3 separate regions of the Mus musculus genome follow, and regions 2 and 3 are each linked to region 1. The links are chromatin contacts, called in public promoter capture Hi-C maps. All regions are on one chromosome and are shown on one strand. The core of a region is the stretch at or near the end of the contact, and the rest is flanking DNA. Distances in the headings are between cores, read along the strand shown.

What was found. Capture Hi-C pulls out chosen DNA fragments and counts their contacts.
Region 2: a promoter capture Hi-C map of adipose tissue shows a contact between it and region 1. The contact joins two enhancer-like sites. A contact is called at or near these places in 2 of 484 Hi-C or Micro-C datasets (the HL-1 cell line and embryonic stem cells) and 3 of 9 other capture datasets (adipose tissue, embryonic stem cells and liver).
Region 3: a promoter capture Hi-C map of adipose tissue shows a contact between it and region 1. The contact joins two enhancer-like sites. A contact is called at or near these places in 1 of 15 datasets of contacts at CTCF or cohesin (the NIH/3T3 cell line), 1 of 115 datasets of contacts at active chromatin or transcription factors (vascular smooth muscle cells) and 3 of 9 other capture datasets (adipose tissue, liver and pancreatic islet).

Annotation. Positions count from the first base shown.
Region 1 is chr2:135,887,009-135,890,281 of GRCm38.p6, forward strand. All of the region lies in intron 4 of Plcb4 (phospholipase C, beta 4), which reads left to right. Among named protein-coding and RNA genes, the nearest start is that of Gm14210, 76 kb to the left of the region's middle. Within about 2 kb of position 1,458, at least 19 of the 459 cell types and tissues checked have an H3K27ac peak or open chromatin away from gene starts, as enhancers often do. A contact at or near this core is called in adipose tissue, where this site is marked.
Region 2 is chr2:135,729,936-135,733,208 of GRCm38.p6, forward strand. The region is part of intron 1 of Plcb4 (phospholipase C, beta 4); the gene reads left to right. Among named protein-coding and RNA genes, the nearest start is that of Plcb4, 72 kb to the left of the region's middle. Within about 2 kb of position 1,771, at least 53 of the 459 cell types and tissues checked have an H3K27ac peak or open chromatin away from gene starts, as enhancers often do. A contact at or near this core is called in adipose tissue, where this site is marked.
Region 3 is chr2:135,758,323-135,761,595 of GRCm38.p6, forward strand. All of the region lies in intron 2 of Plcb4 (phospholipase C, beta 4), which reads left to right. Among named protein-coding and RNA genes, the nearest start is that of Gm14210, 53 kb to the right of the region's middle. Within about 2 kb of position 1,464, at least 9 of the 459 cell types and tissues checked have an H3K27ac peak or open chromatin away from gene starts, as enhancers often do. A contact at or near this core is called in adipose tissue, where this site is marked.

The sequences.
Region 1 (3,273 bases), core at 208-2,707:
ATGCCTCCTTAAAAGAGGCTGTGGGGATGGACCACTTAGATTTTAACAAAGCCCTCATAGAACGCCACTGCACACTCAAGTATGAGAACAATGGTGTGGAACTAGGTCGAGAGCTTCTACTTCATCCTCATTGCTGTGTGCAAGATTATTTTCAACGTAGACTGACATGCTCTGATTTATGTTTTGGAGACAGCTCTTTTGGTAGCTGTTTAAAGAATTGTTTATAATGTGTGATATTAGTCAGTGTTCCAACATTATAAAATGTCCATATAATGAACTGATAACTGGTAAACTGCCCACTCTCTAATTCACACTCTCGGGAGACTAAGGCTATATAGCAAGTACTAGGCCAACCTGTGCTATGAGCATGATCCCATCTCAAAACTTGCTAGGTTGGCAAGCAGTAATGGAACAGTGTGGTAGACATTAGCTTACAGCTCTGGGTTCTGTCTGTCACACCACTAGAGTGATGAAGGAAGGGAGGCAGGAAGAGGAAGCAGGGAGGACACAATTCACTTTAGTTCCAATTTTCGAGGGTCCAGTGCCAGGTCAGGTGAACCCTAAAGTTTGGGCCTAAAATGGCAGTGATAAGGAGCACCTGTTAGAGCTGGCACACCCCAGCGACCCAAAGGCATCCCGTCAAGACCCACCTCTTAAAGTTCCATCAGTACTCATTAGTGTTACCATGGAGATATTCAAATTCTAAACCATAACAGAGGACCCTACAGGTTTGGGAGCACCAGGACTTCAAGGAAGGTAAGTTTGAATCCTTGTCCTTCCTCTGCCCCCTCTATATCCTCAGATTGTGTGTGTGTCTGTGTGTCTGTGTGTCTCTGTGTCTGTGTGTCTGTGTGTCTCTCTGTGTCTGTGTGTTTTGAGACATGTCCATGCTAAGTTGTCCTGGTCTGGCCTCAATGTTCTGCTTAGAAGTTGTTGCACCGGAGTCAACACCTGTTGCCTGTCTCAACACCTGTTGTTACACCTGACTGAACACCTGTTGTTACACCTGACTCAACACCTGTTGTTACACCTGACTCAACACCTGTTGTTACATCTGTTCTCAGTACCCCAAGGAAGTGAGAGCTATAAACGTGTGCTACCATATCAGGCTCTAGGGCTTGACATTCTGACATTGCCACATCCTTTGAACTCAGACAATGTTTTGATCATCACTGTGGTAGAAAATAGGGAATGTGAAGGAAGAAGGTCTGAAAAGAAATGGTTCTTTATCCAGTGATTTAGATTTTTGTGCCAATCTTCCTTCAACCATGTTTCCTGTCTTCCCATTCACTTGACTTCTGCCTCCTATAATAAAGGTTGTGCCAGGCATTTGGGCATTACGTCATTTGGCACAAACTCTGAAACGACTCAGAAATGCAAGTGCTAATGTCTGCCAGACTCTTGTAAAAACACCCAGGTCCTTCCTCAGAACAGCCTTTAAAATAACAGCATTGATAATGTTATCTGGCCTTCCCTGCCCACGGAGCTGGCTCCTTGTCATCCAAGCATGTGATAGTTAAAGAAAGACTCCTGTGGTTTGGAAAGTTCTGGCAAATAAGCGGCCATGAACACAATAGATTTGGTAAGAGCCATAACCCTGACATTTACAAGTTAAGACCTTGAACAGCTCCATCTGCCAGGTCACTGGTTTCACCTGAAACACAAACAACAAATGGACCCCAGAGGGCCCTAGTCCTGCAGGATAGGCACCCAGTATGCGTATGTAGCTCTTCATCTAGAAGATTCTACCACACTGACACACTGTTAGTTTTCTTGTGTTCCGAGAAAAATGTTCAGGCAAGCGGTCGGTGAGCACCGCAAAGGGCACACACAGGTAAGGGCTGTTCCTGATCGTGCCTTGCCGACACTCTGCAGACTCCTACTAACCAACCTCTTAGCTTCCCACTCCTTTGGCTCGATCAGTTGCCTTTCTCAGTGTGAGAGGTTGATTGACGGACGCCCAGGGCAACTCTGGGTTGTGCAGCACAGCTCTTGCTGCATGGGAACCTCTTTACTCGTAGGTGAGATTATAAGAGTGATTTCAAGACCTAGAGTTTCCAGCCCCTCTTTCAAGTCCCCAAGGTCTAGTTGTATATGAGCCAGAGATGGGAGGAGACACTCAGGATTGGGGCAGGATAATGAATGTGTATAATAATATCAAATGAGAGAGCTAGGGCAGAATGGTGTTACATGTTCCGGGATCCTAGCATTGGAAGGAAGAGGGCATGTAAAACTGCAGAAATGAACAGAGATGGTTTCTCTGAGGTAGAATCACTGTCCTCAGGATGGCAGTGTGTCTGGTTTGCCTCCTCAGGTATGTTGATGAAGTCTGAAAGGGAAGGAAGGGAGGTGTTACGAGTGTAAAAGTAAGGGAGTTTTAAAAACAGTCTGGGTTATTGATATTAATCTCATCATTTTTTTCTGTTTAGCATACCACTACATGGATTAGTGACCCAAGACAGTAAACATTTACACACAAACCACGGATTTGCACACATTATTACCAAAACAAAACCAAGCAGTTAAGGAAAAAAGAGATTCACTCAGAGTTATAAAAATATTCTCCCAGAACAATATGTTTTATAGAAACGAACTTACTCAGTGAAACTGCCAATAATTACATGAAATGGCTAGTATAGTCTGTTCTAATTTTTTTCATTCATTAGTATCTTCAAGCTTTCTTTTTTTTAGCACATTTTTAATTAGATATTTTCTTTATATATATTTCAAATTTCAAATGCTATCCCGAAAGTTCCCTATATACCCCCCCCCCCGCCCTGCTCCCCTACCCATTCACTCCTGCTTCTTGACCCTGGCATTCCCCTGTACTGGGGCATATAAAGTTTGCAATACCAAGGGCCTCTCTTCCCAATGATGGCCGACTAGGCTGGAGACACGAGCTCTGAGGGTACTGGTTAGATCATATTGTTGTTCCACCTATAGGGTTGCAGACCCCTTCAGCTCCTTGGGTGCTTTCTCTAGCTTCTCCGGTATCTTCAAGCTTTCTTATGTATCTATCTCTTAGTATAGAAAGTGTATCCTACTGAATTCTCTGCATCTGTGTGGCCTATCTTAAAGTGGTGGAAATGTGGCTAGACACAGCCTATCCCTAGTACTTCCCAGCATATACTGCTGTGGAACCAGTGTTTACCAAGCAAAGCTATTCTTTCTTCTAAGATTTGTTTTTGTTTTTAATCATGGGTATGGATGATGTCTCTGAATATGTGTGTTCATGTGAGTGCATGTGCCCTCTGAGAGCAGAAGAGGGCGCCA
Region 2 (3,273 bases), core at 521-3,020, 160 kb before region 1:
GTTTGAAAGAGTCAGTTTTCTTCTTTTGTCACATGTGTCCTGGGGATAAGGCTTGGGGGCAAATGCCTTTACCCGCTGGGCCATCTCATTAACCCTTTCTCCTTTTTTTTTTCCTTCTTCTTACACTTTGACAAAGGTCTTTGCCTTGTAGCCCAGGCTGGTCCTGAATTTGCAATCCTCCTGCTTCAGCCTCTCAAATAGTGTGACTGTAGGTGTGTTCTCTTATGTCTACTTTAAGAAACCAGATCTACAAAGGAAGCCATTATATTGCAATATGGTTATTAAAATACTAGATAAATTTGAGCTGTGATAACAGATACTTATCAGTAACAAATGAAATGGCATTACGTTTTTTTTGTTTGTTTGTTTGTTTTTGCAATGTTCAAGTATGCGCAACAGTTCTAGCATGAGGTAAAAATAACTGAGATTTCTATGAACACATATGTTACAGATGATCCAGAGTACAGACCTGGCTGTTGATTTATAGTCATGGCTGGATAATGCTCTTCTCTTCACATACGTACTGAAAACACCCATGCACATATTTGTCCCTCCCAGAGTGTGCTTCCGTGACTGTATTCATGACTGGAGAAAGCGACCTCTACCCTCAGGCAGTTTGCCCTTAACTAGGAGATTTAAAAAAAATCACAACTTGATTTTTTTCTCTTTGCTATTTATATGGTTACCAAATGATATCACAAGCCCCAAATACTAATAGGTTCCCAAATGAATTTTTTAAAAATGCTAAAATCCCTTTATAATTTGTCCAGTGTCGTTGACCATGAGAAAGAGTGTGACATCTATCTGTGCAGTCATGGAATTGCTTCTCCCTGGAGTATTTTACCCATGTGCTTTCTCCTTAAGGCATGCTGCAGACTCCCTGCACGTTACAGACCCGGGGAGGAAGCTGAACTCTAGTCCTCTTGGCCATTCTATACATTGAAATCAAAAACAAACACAAACGTACAGAATTGTGAAGAGTTGACCCCAACAAACTGACAACAGGACCCTTGCCTACAGTGAGAGGGGCTCATATTCAATGGCGAAAGTGAGAGTGCTGGGTTGTCTTCCAATTGTAAGTGAATTTAACAAGGGGGTGAGCTGGTTGCAGCTTTAAGGGCCTGTAACTCTATATCCAGCTGTGTGTCTGTTGTCTTACAAAATGTGGATGGCAGGACACATGAGTCATAGTATATTATTTAAAAAGTTAAATTAACCTGTATTGGTGTGAGACCCTGAGGCAGTTTTCGGTGGCCCAGCCCAGGCCTTCTGCCCTTAGCATTTTGAGCCATATTTCCAGAGCCACACTGCGCTCTCTCTAGGCCACCCTGGACTCACTAAGTCTGCATAGGTCTAGACACTTCCTGTGCTGCTTTCACCATAGGCTCTTCTGGTCGTTCAGAGGCTTCTGGAGTCTTTCTGAGTATTCGTTGAGCCACATGGAACGTCCAAACTTCCATTGTTTTAAACACAGCCCATTGACTTGGGAGTTCATCCAGGGCCTAACTCATGCTGGTGTAGGTGTCCCTCACCAGGGAGATGGCCAAGTAGGCCTCTCAGGGAGTGGCTCTCCAGTGGGAACCCTTGTGATATCCGAGGACCTTTTTGGCAATATGAGGACACTACAGTGGCATACTGTACTGCCTGTGAGATAGGTAGACAAACCCAAAATGAAACAAGTTGCTGCTTTTGCCCGGGAATAGGCACAGTATACTGGTGAACACATGCTTAGGCGAGTCTGGTAGGACGGATCATCTAAGCTGTCAGTGGCTTTGTGAAGCTCCGCCCAAGGGGAAGGCCCACACTCCTTCCTGCTGCTGCCCTGGATGGTCTCTTAGCCATGACCTCTGGCCGCCCTTCTCTCTTCCTGATTACAGCTTCCTGGTGTCCTGTTTTTTTTTGCTCTCACAGGCCTTTGCTTCTGTTGTAGCTGCACTCTAGGGTGCCTCCCCTTTCACTACAGGTAATGGCTCCATGTGATGGATTTATCACTCTGCACGGCACTAACTTCCCTACTTCTGACTTGCAGTTATTTAAATTCTGTTGTTCCTACAAACTTGTAAGTTCAGAGTGATATAGGACCAAGATACGTGGCTAGTAAACCATTCAGTGAGTGGATGAATGAATGTTTGAATAGTACCACACTTGAAAGGGGCCAGAGCTGAGCATGTTGATGGCAGTGTGTAACCACTCTGTCAGGCAGCTTCCTTTCCAATGGATTCACCATTCCTGTAAAGACACCATTCTCTACTGGTGTAGATGGTTTCAGCGGTCTGCACATGATAGTGTCTCTTCATCAGTCTTATTTATCTCCCTTGTAGGTATCAGTATCAATTTCAGGGTGAGTTGAAGAAGCAGTTTCAGATAAAGGAGAGATGAGGAGACAGAGCTTTGTGCTAAAGGGGAAGAGCCAAGGGGGTCAAGGCACTGTCTTTTGTCCTAAGCCTCATTAACATTAATTTATCACAATGCAGGTTAGTTCTCAGCATGTCACAGGAGTAGCTCCTCAGATAATGTTGTGGCTATTGATCAATTAAAAAGGCATTATGTCTTGGGTGGGTATATCCTGGGACTTGGAGCTTTCAGCTTTCCCAGGTAATCCTGTTATGTACCTAACTTTGAGAATCACTAATATCAGTATCTAGGTAGATCAAAGTTACTCATGTTAACATTTCCAGTGTGATTCAGTATTTCCTGTCTTGGTAATTTAATACTTTTTAGCAATTTTATGATTTTTATGTACATAAAATTAGCACTTGTACTTTGTTCAAATTTATCATTGTGATATTTAATATATAACTTTTTGGCAAATGACCTTGTATGACCTCGTTCCCCACCCCCCAGCCCCACCCCTCTTCAGCTATCACAGAGAAACAGCTGACAATCCTTCATATTGGAGGAAGCTGGGAGGAAACCATTTTTCAGATAGTGTGCCTATAACGTACCAATTTAGAACTTCTCCTTGCTTTCCATTGCTGCCTTGTCTGTTTTCCAACTCTCCAGCCTCTTGCTTACCAGGGCCAGGAGGAAGAGCCCCGTAGCCCCCGAAGAACTTCCAGAAAGCTCTTTGTTATTTTCTGATTTCCTTTGTAACTATGCATGGCACCTTTGTTATAAGTGAGCTGGCTAAGGTGACAAGTGAAGGGACTTTGGGGTCCTTTATAGTCATTTTGCCTACCCCCTCCCCCCAGCATCATCTCCAGCATTCCCACGAGCTTTCTGTTCACCTGTGTACGCTTCCAAACAGTACTGGGAGGCTTGCACCACCAATCT
Region 3 (3,273 bases), core at 214-2,713, 130 kb before region 1:
CAGCTACCTATAAGTCTAGTTCCAGGGGAATTTGACACTCTTTTCTGGCCTCCAAGGGCACCTGCATACATAGATACACACATAAATAAAGATGAAAATAAGCCCATTAAAAATACTAGATAACCTTTAACTCCAGCATTCGAGAGGCAGAGGCAGGAAGATCTCCAAGTCTGAGGCCAGCTTGGTCTATGCAGGGAGTTCCAGGATAGCTAGAGCTACACAGAGAAACCCTGTTTCAAAACCAACCAAACAAAACTAACAAAAACAAAATCCTAGGTACCAGAGAATTTAGAAAGAATATTGTCCTGTTGTTTCTGTTTTTTAAAGCTAATGTTTTCTCTCCCTTTAATGACAGTTAGTAGTAAGATAAAGTTCAGAAGTGATATTATTATTAGAATTTAGTAGCTCTGCATCTAGGCATGCAGTGAGGTGCTTAGAGCAATGAGCATCAGGAGTCAGAGAGCCACTGGCGATGATACAACCTAGTGATATTATTATTAGAATTTAGTAGCTCTGCATCTAGGCATGCAGTGAGGTGCTTAGAGCAATGAGCATCAGGAGTCAGAGAGCCACTGGCGATGATACAACCTAGTGATATTATTATTAGAATTTAGTAGCTCTGCATCTAGGCATGCAGTGAGGTGCTTAGAGCAATGAGCATCAGGAGTCAGAGAGCCACTGGCGATGATACAACCTAGTGATATTATTATTAGAATTTAGTAGCTCTGCATCTAGGCATGCAGTGAGGTGCTTAGAGCAATGAGCATCAGGAGTCAGAGAGCCACTGGCGATGATACAGCCTCAGATGATGCTGGTATGTTCAGTTAATCTTTGCTATGCTTGTTCTTCCTTCTGTGAAATCGTTTTGTTTCATGACCACTAGGTAGATGACCCAGGTAGACCAGTTGGATGTGATTTTTAGCCTGGCTTCACTATGTTGTACAATAATGTTCAGTGATAATTTGTCCTTCATCCTTTCTTTCCTGTCCCACCGAGTTGACTGATTATACTGCATATCATTTTTAGAACTGATTTTTGTGATGTTAAAGGGATCAAGGACACCACTAAATAACAGTTTTTGCTTTTAATTTATAGATAGCTGAGAGCTAGAGAAAAAGAATGGTGTGATTATTATTTTTTAAATATTTTTGTGTTTGAAATGAGTGGAAAAAGGAGAGGAGGCCTGCGCCTCTACCTTTCAATAGTTTTATTTATCATACCACAATAAATAAATATCCTTATGCTTTCTTACGATTCTCAGTAATGATGATAATGAACACCAAGTTAGATGTACTATTTAGAATGGCTAGGGCTAACCATGCTATGTGCACGTATCCAAGAGAACTGGAAAGACTGGTATTCACTCTAGAAACGCAGCTCATTTGTGCACACAGGCTCTGCAGTGTTAATCATAACAGTAGTGCATCTGGTTGAAGTGTAGTATCAAGGAAGTTAAGCCCTCTGAATCAATTCACTGTTTAAGAAGCCTGAAAGACATATTGTCCCTAGGGGAAGAAGTGGAAGTACTCTTACTTAACACAGCTCTAAAAGCAGCTGTTGTTTCCAGTATTTGTCTGATGCACAGGCCTTTGTACTGGTGTGCTGCCAGGGACCAGCCTGATTTGAGCCAATTGCCCACCACAGCCAATTTTATGTTACTCGTTACCGGTTTGATATCATCAAACCTGGAGCTGGGAGGGTTGTGGAAAATTATCATTTGTAGGGCTATGCAGGATGCTTAGCAGCAACTAGGGGAGGGGAAGTTGACACCCAGAGGGGAGGGAGTGAAAGGAGGGTGGGAGAAGAGGAGGGAGGGGACTGCTACAGAACTGTAAAGTAAATAAATAAATAAATAAAACAATGAAAAGAAAAAAAGAAAGCTCACAAAATCCCATCCTGTATTAAAGTCATTTTTATACAGTATAAAGATACTTGTTTTATTCCAAGGTTCTCGAGTATAATGAGTAATAATGGACATAGTCTTGATTCCTGAAAAAAAAAAACAAAAAACAAAAACAAAAGCAAGCAAACAAACAAAAACCCCAAAACCAAGAAACTTGAGGTAGACTTAACGAAAACAATAAGGAAGGTAGGAGTGGGTATGGCCACAGGACTGCACTTCCAGGACCCCAGAGGTTGAAGGGCATTCCTAGCTACTTTGTGAGTTTGAGACTAGCCTGTGTAGGAAACAAGGGAATGAACGTGAGGTGAGTGGGAGGCTTTTGTGGAGAGCTGTTGTGTGAAGGTGTCTCGTTTTTGTCTGAAACTGTGAAAATGAACGTAAGTGTGGCAAAATTCTTAAATAGAAGAAGTGGTTTAAATCCTGGTATTAAACCTCAGAGGGATAGCTGCCAAATTAAGTGGAATGCAGAGAAATCAGAATCATCGTTAATCCCAGTACTGATAAGACCAGGGAGGCGGATCTCTGAGTTTGAGGCCTTCCTAGGGTACAGAGTGAGTCCCTAGGACAGCCAGTGCTAAATAGTTGGACCGTGTCTGCTGCGGGGGGGGCGGGGGGCGGTGGGGGGATCACCGTCTGAAAGTCCCAACAGTAGAGGGTTTGCGTGGTAAAGGGCAAGGCAGAGTCCTTGGGTGGAGGGCAGAGCTGCAAGGCTGCTTCTCACTTCTTCCACAGGTGCTTGTCTATTTCTTCTTTTCCTGTAATTTGTTTATGTTGTGTTTTTTAGTTTTCAGAACTTTTTTTGTGGTAGCAAGTCATTATTAATGTGACTAGCAGTATGAAATTCATCATTCGTAGAATTTATTAGTTTTAGAGAGTATTTATTGATGCCAAGATATGCGATTAAGATAGCACTCCCACGCTTCCCTCTTCTCCAATCTCTTGGTCATGTTCCTCATTTTTCATATTGGCAAGAAGGGTAATGCTTTTATTATGCTCAGAATACCATAGGTTATAGGCTTTCAGTTCATAATTAAATATATTATGTTGCAAACGCCAGAGCAAAAGAACGTACAAACAAGGAACGCAAGAAAATACAGCAACAGTGCAGAGCTACATGGCTGCTGGGAACCACAACAGAGGGGGTAACTCACTAGATGGGAACCCATGAGCTGGCCTTCTAAACAGGGAGAAGGGCAGATGCCTCCCTGACTGGCAGCAGGCCAGAGGGAGGAAATTCTTATCACCTTCTGTAGCTCGAACATTCTAAATGAACTCATGTTACTTTCACAAGGAGTTTTTAACACTGTCTTGACCTATAACCAGTTAATGGCACCCAGCTAGTGGGTGTGGGTGTGGCCTCCTCTTTTGCA